2 separate regions of the Ovis aries genome follow, and region 1 is linked to region 2. The links are chromatin contacts, called in public Hi-C maps. All regions are on one chromosome and are shown on one strand. The core of a region is the stretch at or near the end of the contact, and the rest is flanking DNA. Distances in the headings are between cores, read along the strand shown.

Evidence for each region. A called contact is a pair of places that touch in the nucleus more often than the background predicts.
Region 1: a Hi-C map of hypothalamus shows a contact between it and region 2, with 4 times the contacts expected there. The contact joins two enhancer-like sites. A contact is called at or near these places in 6 of 16 Hi-C or Micro-C datasets (blood, hypothalamus, liver and 2 more).

The regions. Positions count from the first base shown.
Region 1 is chr23:22,031,120-22,036,858 of ARS-UI_Ramb_v3.0, forward strand. All of the region lies in intron 1 of LOC132658493 (a long non-coding RNA gene), which reads left to right. Among named protein-coding and RNA genes, the nearest start is that of ZNF24, 44 kb to the right of the region's middle. Within about 2 kb of position 2,297, at least 17 of the 54 cell types and tissues checked have an H3K27ac peak or open chromatin away from gene starts, as enhancers often do. A contact at or near this core is called in hypothalamus, where this site is marked.
Region 2 is chr23:21,708,708-21,714,517 of ARS-UI_Ramb_v3.0, forward strand. No RefSeq gene overlaps it. Among named protein-coding and RNA genes, the nearest start is that of GALNT1, 150 kb to the right of the region's middle. Within about 2 kb of position 3,409, at least 2 of the 54 cell types and tissues checked have an H3K27ac peak or open chromatin away from gene starts, as enhancers often do. A contact at or near this core is called in hypothalamus, where this site is marked.

The DNA of each region.
Region 1 (5,739 bases), core at 1,047-3,546, 320 kb after region 2:
GCAACCAGCAAATGCCAGTCTCCACATCCTTTCTTCTCTGAGAGCTAGAACAAACAGCACGTGTTCATGAAATGTTGAAGGTGCCCCTAGTCATCAGATACGCTCCTGCTTTAGCTGGCCACTCTCTAAAACTGAGACCATCAGCCTCACCAACGCTTAGGATGTCCATAGACCCCTTGGGCTCTAGGCAAGCCATTCTGGGGCAGGGAGTGGGAGTTGATACTCATTTTTAAATCCAACATAGTTAACTTTCATGTGTTGGTAGATTTTTTAAAAATAATTTCCATTTATATGAAGATTTTTTTTTGGAGTTTTTCTCCTCTTTCCTAATCCTTGAATTTTTTTTTTTTTCCACCAGCCTATAGCACTTCTAAATAATTCAGACACTGTCCAATCCCACCTACGCTGTCCTGGGGTGGAACTTCATCTCAGAACCACTGGTGCTGTAATATACATGTGATCAGTTGCCATTATAGTCTGGTGAGAGGCAGAACTCCATGAGCGTTCCTATTTACAGGGTGACTAGATATCACCCTGGCTTTGACGTACTACCACCATGGAGCATTTAAACAAAAAGTAGGCTTTTAGTCACGCTGCAACCTCACCCACCGTAGAAACACCTTCCCTGCAGCTACTGCTCCATCTGGTTACTTATGAGTCACCAAAGATCCTCTTGTCATAGCAGGTCTAGTTGTTCAGTAGCTCAGTTATGTCCGACCCTTTGCGACCCTGTGAACTGCAGCATGCCAGGCTTCCCTGTCCTTCCACTATCTCCCGGATGAGTTGCTCAAACTCATGTCCACTAAGTCAATGATGCCATCCAACCATCTCATCCTCTGTCGCCCTCCTTCTCTTCCAGCCCTCAATCTTTCCCAGCATCAGGGTCTTTTCCTATGAGTTGGCTCTTTGCATCAGGTGGCCAAAGTATTAGAGCTTCAGCTTCAGCATCAGTCCTTACATGAATATTCAGGGTTGAGTTCCTTTAGGATTTATAGGTTTGATTTCCTTGCAGTCCTAGGGACTCTCAAGAGTCTTCTCCAGGACCACAATTCAAAAGCATCAATTCTTTGGTGCTCAGCCTTCTTTATCATCCAACTCTCACATCCATACGTGACTACTGGAAAAACCATAGCTGTGACTATAAGGACCTTTGTCAGCAAAGTGACGTCTCTACTTTTTAAGGTGCTGTCTAGGTTTGTCATAGTTTTTCTCCCAAGGAGCAAGCGTTTTTTAATTTCATGACTCCAGTCACCGTGTGCAGTGATTCTGGAGTCCAAGGAAATAAAATCTGTCACCGTTTCCACTTTTTCCCCATCTATTTGCCATGAAGTGATGGGACTGGATGCCATGATCTTTGTTTTTTGAATGTTGAGCTTTAAGCCAGCTTTTCAACAACAATAATGAAAACTTTAAATTTCATTCTTGGGCTGGGTTTCCCATCCCACCTGCAGGGGGAAACATTCTAATGCTTTTCTCTTTTCCCTCCAACCTCTTTTATGACTTTCATCCCATCCTTTGCTGTGACCTTGCAGGGTGGAGGGGAAGGAAGGGCAGGAAGTGCTTGTATAACTTGGAATTCCGTGATGCTCTGGCACCAGCCCTCCCCATAAAGCAAGTCCTTTCTTCCCTGAGGTATTTTTGTGGATTCTTCAATGATCTCCTAGTCTCTGGGGATCTCTTTGCAGTCTGTCACTCAAGACTCCTGCCTCAGCCTCCAGGTGTCTGATGCAGCCTCAGAACTGTGGGGTTCTGAGTGTCGGGGAGCCTTCTCGGTTGGGATACAAGCTGACCCCAGGCCAGCTTTCTCATTTGAGTGGCTGAGCCTGGTCCTTAGGAAACACTCGTGCCTTCCCTCGGTCACTTGGGAAAATAGCACCTGGGTCCAAACTGGGCTGACGGGAGCCCTCTTCTCGGTCGTGCTGTGCTTCAAGGCACATGCAGTGTGTGAAGGGTTTACTCATGGCTGCTGTTGTTCTAAAGCAGGAAGGCAGCAAAAATGCCAGGAAACAGAAATGTCTTAGGGGAAGGGACAACCTGACCAGCTGGACACGTCAGTGAAGGTTCCGCCTCCCCTCAGGCCCAGAAACACTGCCCCATTGTAGGCTGAGTAAGATTTTGTTCCAGAATAGAAATGAAAACACGTGCATACACCAGGTGGCTTTCAGAGCAACCAATACAGTGTCCTTTGACCCATATTCATATCTAGAAACCTGACTGCGAGCAGAGGTCGTGAGGTCTCCTCTGGACGCCACTTGTCTGGGGCCGACTCCCCAGATGGCAAAGCCACTGCACCCAGAACTGAAACCACTCAGAGGAATTTAGCACAAAGAGCTGCTGGGAGGTGTCACAGGGCGGGGTAGGGTGCGTGGGGGTTGCCAGAGGAGATAAACAGAAGAGGGAAGTTATCAGGATTGAGTCACTAGCTTGCCCAGCGGGTATGGCAGGTCATATCTGAGAAACTCAGAGTGGAGCTTGAAGGAGCCTCCTGGAGATCATTCAGTCTGCCCTTGGCAATCCCACTTGAGTGTCACAGACGAAGAAAAAACAGATAATAATAATGGTGGGGTGGGGATTTAGTCGCTAAGTCATGTCTGACTCTTGGGACTCTATGGACTGTATAGCCCGCCAGGCTCCTCTGTCCATGGAATTTTCCAGGCCAGAATACTGGAGTGGGTTGCCATTTCCTCCTCCAAGGGATCTACCCGACCCACGGATTGAACATGTGTCTTCTGCATTGCAGGCAGGTTCTTCACCAACTGAGCCACCAGGGGAAGCCCCAGTAATAATAATACCTGCATTTTTTTTTTAAGCACTTCCTTTTAGCGTAAGCGATTTCCTAGGTGCTTAGGAAAGACTGTCTCATTTATTGTTACCTCCTTTACTTCTCAGGACAATCCCACGCGGTAATTGCTCACTGGCTTCATTTTACAGATGGGGGCACGGAGATTCCGAGAGGTCCTTTCACTTGCCCAGGTGCCCGGGCAGGAAGGGCGGCACCAGGAGGCGGGCCTGTGCACGCGACCCTGTGATTCCCCAACACCATCACACTGTACGGTGGACAAGCTCACTTAGAACCAGATTTAAGATCTGCAAGGATGGTGCAGACGTTTTCACACTTTAGGCTCAGAGTCCGTGAGCAGTGTCGTTGCTTTGGAAATATCAGATTGAAATGCCCAGGGTACAGTGTGAAGACGAGGACACCAAGGGAAAAGGAGAGGTGTGAAAGCATGCCAGCCATATTCACCAGAGCCCCAGTTCAGTTCAGTTCAGTGCAGTCGCTCAGTCGTGTCTGACTCTTTGCGACCCCATGAATCGCAGCACCCCAGGCCTCCCTGTTCATCACCATCTCCCGGAGTTCACTCAGACTCACGTCCATCGTGTCCGTGATGCCATCCAGCCATCTCATCCTCTGTCGTCCCCTTCTCCTCCTGCCCCCAATCCCTCCCAGCATCAGAGTCTTTTCCAATGAGTCAACTCTTCTCATGAGGTGGCCAAAGTACTGGAGTTTCAGCTTTAGCATCATTCCTTCCAAAGAAATCCCAGGGTTGATCTCCTTCAGAATGGACTGGTTGGATCTCCTTGCAGTCCAAGGGACTCTCAAGAGTCTTCTCCAACACCAACCAGAGCCCCAGGGGTCCTGCAAATCAGTCCCTTTTGAGAAACGGAATATTTCCTGCCATATCAGGAAACAAAGATGTCACAGTCATCAACTTCAGTGTGAGTTCCTGGGGCCTAAGGGCACTCAGGGCAGAAGATCCCCTGGAGGAGGTCATGGAAATCTGCTCCAGTATTCTTTTTTTTTTTAATTATTTATTTTAATTGGAGGATAATTACTTTACAATATTGTGGTGGGTTTTGCCATACATCGATGTGAATCAGTCACAGGTACACATGTGCCCCCTATCCTGAACCCCTCCCTCCCGTATTCTTGCCTGGAGAAAATCCCATGGACAGAGGAGCCTGGCAGGCTACAGTCCATAGGGTCCCAAGAGTCGGACACGACTGAACGACTAACATTTCACAAAGTACCTTTAGATCTCCTTACACTACGGCACCAAGAATATCTGATTGCATCTCTGAGTCAGATTCCATTACACCAGTTAAGCTGTTTCCTATGCCTAAAAACTAGACTCTATCAATCCCTTCCACTATTTAACACTCGGGGTGGTTGTCATGATGGGGAAACATCCGTAAACCCAGGGGTTCTGTTCATAGTAGGGTTAGTAAAACACACACACACACACACACACACACACACACACACACACATACCCTGACTCACATCACACGTGCCCCAGACCCCACGGGGCCCTGGAGGATGGGGGTAAGTCCCACAGGAGGATGATCACACTGTAGGCTGTGATATTTTTTAAGTCAACACTTTGCAGGCCTCTAGAGAGGGAGCTGACGGGGCAACAGGTGTGAGACCAGGGGGAAGAAGGGCGGCAATCTTGGCATTGAGGAGGACCGGCCAGGAGAGAAGAGGTGAGAGGTCAGGGAGCAGACCCTCGAGGAGCAGGAAGGCCTGAAAGAAAGCACCAGTCTCTAGGAGGGACTGAAGCGACTTAGCAGCAGCAGAAACAGCAGCAGCAGCTAGGAAGGAAGGGCTCTGGACAAGGAAAGGCCTCTGCGAGGAGAGACTGAACTACACCTGAGAAGGTCTTGGGCTGGGGGATTTGGGGGGCAATGGGCAGGGGATAACTGCGTGAAGGTCATGGGCCCTTGAGGGTACAGAGCAGATTTCAAGGGACAAAGAAAGGAGAACAGACCTCAGAAACTGCCCAGTGTTTGCAGGCAGTGTTGTCTGCGGCCTCGGGTCTGCTGGTGTAGAATTTCCTACGTTCCCACAGCAACCCCCACCCCCACCCCGCCCTCGGTGCCCCCACAGTGGAGCTGTGCATGCGCAGTCCACGCCACCGCTCTGCTTCATTCAAACACATCGCCCCCAAGCGTTGCAACCTCTCCGAAGGAACACCCCAACTCATCGTCCGCGGGACTCCTTGCGCCCTTAGCACGCCCTCCAAATGTGTTATTTTTGTTCCCTCTGTGAGTTTGTGTTCCCACCAGATTGTGAGTACTTAAGTCGTGACTTCTTCATCTGGGTATCCCTTCAACAGCTTCCCGACCCCAAAGACAGTTGTTTAGATATTAACAATAATAGTTTGTCAACTCTACCCAGATGGGAGTAAGTGGTCATCCCCGGCCACAGCCAAAGGCACGAGTGAAACAATGGACTTGAAAATCGTATTCACCTTGCGCCCTCTTGTGGAGGAGAAGGCAAAAACACTGTATTACTTCAGTGGACCATTTCACCTTCTCCTCTAATTATAGTGATAATGCAATATTGAGTTAAAATATATTGGAATACAAATATGGGCTTCCCAGGTGGTGCTAGTGGTAAGAACCCGCCTGCCAATGCAGGAGAAACAAGAGACGCGGGTTCCATCTCTGGGTCAGGAAGATCCCCGGAGGAGGGCACAGCAACCAACTCCAGTATTCTTGCCTGGAGAATCCCATGCACAGAGGAGCCTGGTGGGCTATAATCCATAGAGTTGCAAAGAGTCGGACAAGACTTAGGCGACTCAGCACACACACACACAGAAATACAAATATATCTTTCAATATTTAATTTTAATTTAATATTATCATACATTTAAATGATGACTCTAAATATAGGTATAATACAAAATTAGTCATCTTTTCCATTTTATGATTTTGTAAGCATTGTTCACAGGTGGG
Region 2 (5,810 bases), core at 2,159-4,658:
CCTTTAGATGTAGAGTTAGGTTATTTGACTTTTTTCTTGTTTCTTGAGGTATGCCTGTATTGCTATGAACCTTCCCCTTAGCACTGCTTTTACAGTGTCCCACAGGTTTTGGGTTGTTGTGTTTTCATTTTCATTAATTTCTATGCATATTTCGATCTCTTTTTTTATTTCTTCTGTGATTTGTTGGTTATTCAGCAGTGTGTTGTTCAGCCTCCATATGTTGGAATTTTTAATAGTTTTTCTCCTGTAATTGAGATCTAATCTTACTGCATTGTGGTCAGAAAAAATGCTTGGAATGATTTCAATTTTTTTGAATTTACCAAGGCTAGATTTATGGCCCAGGATGTGATCTATCCTGGAGAAGGTTCCGTGTGCCCTTGAGAAAAAAGGTGAAATTCATTGTTTGGGGGTGAAATGTCCTATAGATATCAATTGGGTCTAACTGGTCTATTGTATCATTTAAAGTTTGAGTTTCCTTGTTAACGTTCTGTTTAGTTGATCTATCCATAGGTGTGAGTGGGGTATTAAAGTCTCCCACTATTATTGTGTTATTGTTAATTTCCCCTTTCATACTTGTTAGCATTTGTCTTACATATTGCGGTGCTCCTATGTTGGGTGCATATATATTTATAATTGTTATATCATCTTCTTGGATTGATCCTTTGATCATTATGTAGTGTCCTTCTTTGTCTGTTTTCACAGCCTTTGTTTTAAAGTCTATTTTATCTGATATGAGTGTTGCTACTCCTGCTTTCTTTTGGTCTCTCTTTGTGTGGAATATCTTTTTCCAGCCCTTCACTTTCAGTCTGTATGTGTCCCTTGTTTTGAGGTGGATCTCTTGTGGACAACATATATAGGGGTCTTGTTTTTGTATCTATTCAGCCAGTCTTTGTCTTTTGGTTGGGGCATTCAACCCATTTACATTTAAGGTAATTATTGATAAGTATGATCCTGTTTCGATTTACTTTATTGTTTTGGGTTTGAGTTTATACACCCTTTTTGTGTCCTGTCTAGAGAAGATCCTTTAGCATTTGTTGGAGAGCTGGTTTGGTGGTGCTTAATTCTCTCAGCTTTTGCTTGTCTGTAAAGCTTTTGATTTCTCCTTCATATTTGAATGAGATCCTTGCTGGGCTGTAGGTTATTTTCTTTCATCACTTTAAGAATGTCTTGCCATTCCCTCCTGGCCTGAAGAGTTTCTATTGAAAGATCAGCTCTTGTCCTTATGGGAATCCCCTTGTGTGTTATTTTGTTGTTTTTCCTTGCTGCTTTTAATATTTGTTCTTTGTGTTTGATCTTTGTTAATTTGATTAATATGTGTCTTGGGGTGTTTTGCCTTGGGTTTATCCTATTTGGAACTCTCTGGGTTTTTTGGACTTGAGTGATTATTTCCTTCCCGATTATTTCCTCAAGTATTTTCTCATGGTCTTTCTTTTGTCTTCTTCTTCTGAGACTCCTATGATTTGAATGTTGGGGCATTTAACATCTCAGAGATCTCTGAGATTGTCCTCATTTCTTTTACTTAGTTTTTCTTTTTTCCTCTCTGATTCATTTATTTCTACCATTCTATCTTCTACCTCACTAATCCTATCTTCTGCCTCCGTTATTCTACTATTTATTCCCTCCAGAGTGTTTTTTATCTCATTTATTGCATTATTCATTATATATTGACTCTTTTTTATTTCTTCTAGGTCCTTGTTAAACCTTTCTTGCATCTTCTCAATCCTTGTCTCCAGGCTATTTATCTGTGATTCTATTTTGTTTTCAAGATTTTAGATCATTTTCACTATCATTATTCGGAATTCTTTATCAGGTAGATTCCCTATCTCTTCCTCTTTTGATTGGTTTGGTGGGCATTTATCCTGTTCCTTTACCTGCTGGGTATTCCTCTGTCTCTTCATCTTGTTTATATTGCTGTGTTTGGGGTGGCCTTTCTGTATTCTGGCAGTTTGAGGAGTTCTCTTTATTGTAGAGTTCCTCGCTGTGGGTGGGGTTGTACAGGTGGCTTGTCAAGGTTTCCTGGTTAGGGAAGCTTGTGTCAGTGTTCTGGTGGGTGGAGCTAGATTTCTTCTCTCTGGAGTGCAATGAAGTGTCCAGTAATGAGTTATGAGATGTCAGTGGGTTTGGAGTGACTTTGGGCAGCCTGTATATTGAAGCTTAGGGCTATGTTCCTGTGTTGCTGGAGAATTTGCATGGTATGTCTTGCTCTGGAACTTGTTGGCCCTTGGTGGTGCTTGGTTTCAGTGTAGGTATGGAGGTGTTTGATGAGTTCCTGTCGATTAATATTCCCTGGAGTCAGTAGTTCTCTGGTGTTCTCAGGATTTGGACTTAAGCCTCCTGCTTCTGGTTTTCAGTCTATTTTTACAATAGCCTCAAGACTTCTCCATCTATACAGCACCATTGATAGAACATCTATGTTAGAGATGAAAAGTTTCTCCACAGTGAGGGACACACAGAGAGGTTCACAGAGTTACGTGGAGAAGAGAAGGGGGAGGAGGGAGATAGAAGTGACCAGGATGAGATGAGGTGGAATCAAAAGAGGAGAGAGCAAGCTAACCAGTAATTACTTCCTTATGTGCGCTCCACAGTCTGGACTGCTCAGAGATCTTCACAGAGTTATATAGAGAAGAGAAGAGGGAGAAAGGAGACAGAGGTGGCCAGGAGGATAAAGAGGGGAATCAGAAGGAGAGAGACAGATCCAACCAGTAATCAGTTCCCTAAATGTTCTCCCCAGCCCAGAACACACAAAGAGATTCACAGAGTTGGGTAGAGAAGAAAAGAAGGAGGGAGGAGATAGAGGTGACCTGGTGGAGAAAAAGAAGAGTCCAAAGGGGGAGAGAGCAGTCAAGCCAGTAATCTTGTTCCCAAGTGAAAATGGGTACTGAAGATTGGGTTCTTAAAGGTACAAAATTGATAACAAATACCAAAAAGATTAAAAATCTAGAGTAGAGGTTGGATTTTTAATAATACAATATTAAAGAAAAAAAAGACAAAGTCACAAAAATTATAAAATATGTATATATGAAGTTTGCTTTAAAAAAACAGGTCTCTCTTTTTGCAAAGTAATAGTAGGTTATAAAAATGAAAATTAAAGGAGTAATAGAGGACTTGAAATTAAAAAAATATTTTTTAAATTAAAGAATGATAGTAAAAATGGTACAAATATACCTAGCACTTCCTCTGGTGGTGTTGTGAGCAGTGTGGGGTCAGTTAATTTCAGATAGTTCCTTGATCCAGCTTACATTTCTCAAGATCTATAGGCTCCTTCCTATGTAGTCGGTGCTAACTACAGGGTTTTAGTCTATTGCACCTGCCACTTCCAAGGCAGTTCCCTCTGTTTCAGCTTCTTCTGTTTGCTGGTCTCTTCAGTGTCTAATTTCCGCCCTGACTCAAGGGGGCAGTGGTGGACACTTTTTTAAGCTCACTTGTTCAGTCGTGCTGTGGGGAGGGAGGGACGCTGCAAACAAGTAACACTGGCGTGTGCTCGCAGTGTCTCGGCCACACTGGGTTTGCCCCACTCACAGTGTGTGTGGTTTCCCTGCCTACACTGCTGAGGCTCTAGGTTGCTCCGCTGGGAACTGTCTGAGGCCGGCTTGGGCTGCATGCACCTCCCAGGTCTAAGCCGCTCAGGTTCAGGCACTCAGATAGTCCTCAGAGGTGCAGACTCGGTTGGGCCTGCATTTTGTGCCCTTCCCAGGTCCGAGCAGCTCAGGTGACCAGGTGTTTGGCGAGCACGGTCGTTGCGACTTATCGCCTCCCCCGTCCCTGCCGCTTGGTTTTCTGGGTGTACAACCGGCATACCTTCTCAGGCAGAAGTTGACCATCCAGAGTCCCAAGAAGTCTTGGTTAGCAACGAAGCCTGCTTGCAGTTTGGTAGATAATGCCTCTCTGGGGCCGCGATTGCCCTCTTCCGGCTCTGGCTGCCCTCGCCTGCCTGTCACCGGAGGGGCATGGCTGGTCTGCAGCTGGCTAGCTCTGCTCCATCTTTTGTTCTGTGAGCGGGCCTGACGGTGTCCCAGGTCAGGGCCTTTGTTCCGTGAGCGGTCCTGGTGGTGTCTTAGGTTCCTTAGGTTCCTTGCATGGTAGTTATCGCACAGTCTGGTTTGCTAGCCCATGTTAGTTCCCTCAGATTGCCCTTGGGGCATTCAGGCCAAGTCCTTACTCTAAGCAATGCAGCCCCCACCTCCCTGCCCAGCCCTCACTTGCTAGTGGCGGATGCAGGCGTCTGTGCTGCTTCTCTGCTGGAAGTTACCACTGGGCAAGTAATCTGTGTGTTTTGATTACTTATTTTTCCTCCCTGTTATGTTGCCCTCTGTGGTTCCAAGGCTTGCCACAGACTCAGCAGTGAGAGTATTTCCTGGTGTTTGGAAACTTCTCTCTTTTTAAAGACTCCCTTCCCAGGATGGCTCCTTCCAGCTGATTTATAGATTGTGTGATGTCCTTTGAGTTGCTCCCTCTTGACAACTGAACTTGCACAGTGTGATAACCTAGTGATTGCACTGTTTTCATCAGTCACATTTTTACAAATAGGTAGACTCATTCATTGGAGAAGGCGATGGCACCCCACTCCAGTACTCTTGCCTGGAAAATCCCATGGACGGAGGAGCCCGGTGGGCTGCAGTCCATGGGGTCATGAAGAGTCGGACACGACTGAGCGACTTCCCTTTCCCTTTCCCAGGACAGACCTCCATTCCTACCTCTTTTGTCTCTCTTTCATCTTTTATGTTTTTTCCTACCTCCTTTCGAAGACAATGGGCTGCTTTTCTGGGTGCCTGATGTCCTCTGCTGGCATTCAGAAATTGTTTTGTGGAATTTACTCAGTGTTCAGATGTTCTTTTGATGAATTTCTGGGGGAGAAAGTGGTCTCCCGTCCTATTCCTCTGCCATCTTAGGACCACCCCACCCTGCATGTGTCTTTGTATTTGAGCTCACTCTCATCGTATTGACCTGACTTTCATTACGGATATGGGAGAAGCACATGCTTGTTATTTTTGGTCAATAATGAGAAATCTAATCCTGATTTAAAAATCTCATCTGTACATTCAGGACACAAAGAGAATGAGTGTTAAAAACATAATTGCTTTACTTGAACTGAAAAATGTTAACCTCAGTAAACTGATGTTATATACATTTAAATAGTATAGTATCTTGAGCAAACTGTTTAAAAAATACTATACAAAGAAGTGAATTTAAAAACTATAAGAAATTAAAAACTCTAGAAAAACAGAGACATTACTTTGCTGGCAAAGTCCATCTAGTCAAAGCTATGTTTTTTCCAGTAGTCATGTATAGATGTGAAAGTTGGACCATAAAGCTGAGTACCGAAGAATTGAGGCTTTTGAACTGTGGTGTTGGAAGAAGACTCTTGAGCGTCCCTTGGACTGCAAGGAGATCCAACCAGTCCATCCTAAAGGAAATCAATCCTGAATATCCATTGGAAGGACTGATGCTGAAGCTCCAGTACTTTGGCCACCTGATGCAAAGAACTGGCTTACTGGAAAAGACTTTGATGCTGGGAAAGATTTAGGGCAAGAGAAAAGAGGGAGACAGAGGATGAGATGGTTGAATGGCATCATTGACTCAATGGACATGAGTTTGAGCAAACTCCAGGAGATAGTGAAGAACAGGGAAGCCTGGCGTGCTTCAGTCCATGGGGTCACAAAGAGTCTGAGGACACGACTGAATGACTGAACTGAACTGAAGGAACCGTGGAAGTCTAAGAGCTACAGGATGGAATTCTGGTTTCCAGTTCCACATGCAAGGAGCTTGAAAGTCACCATCCATTCTAACAATGTATAAAAAGCTAAACAGGC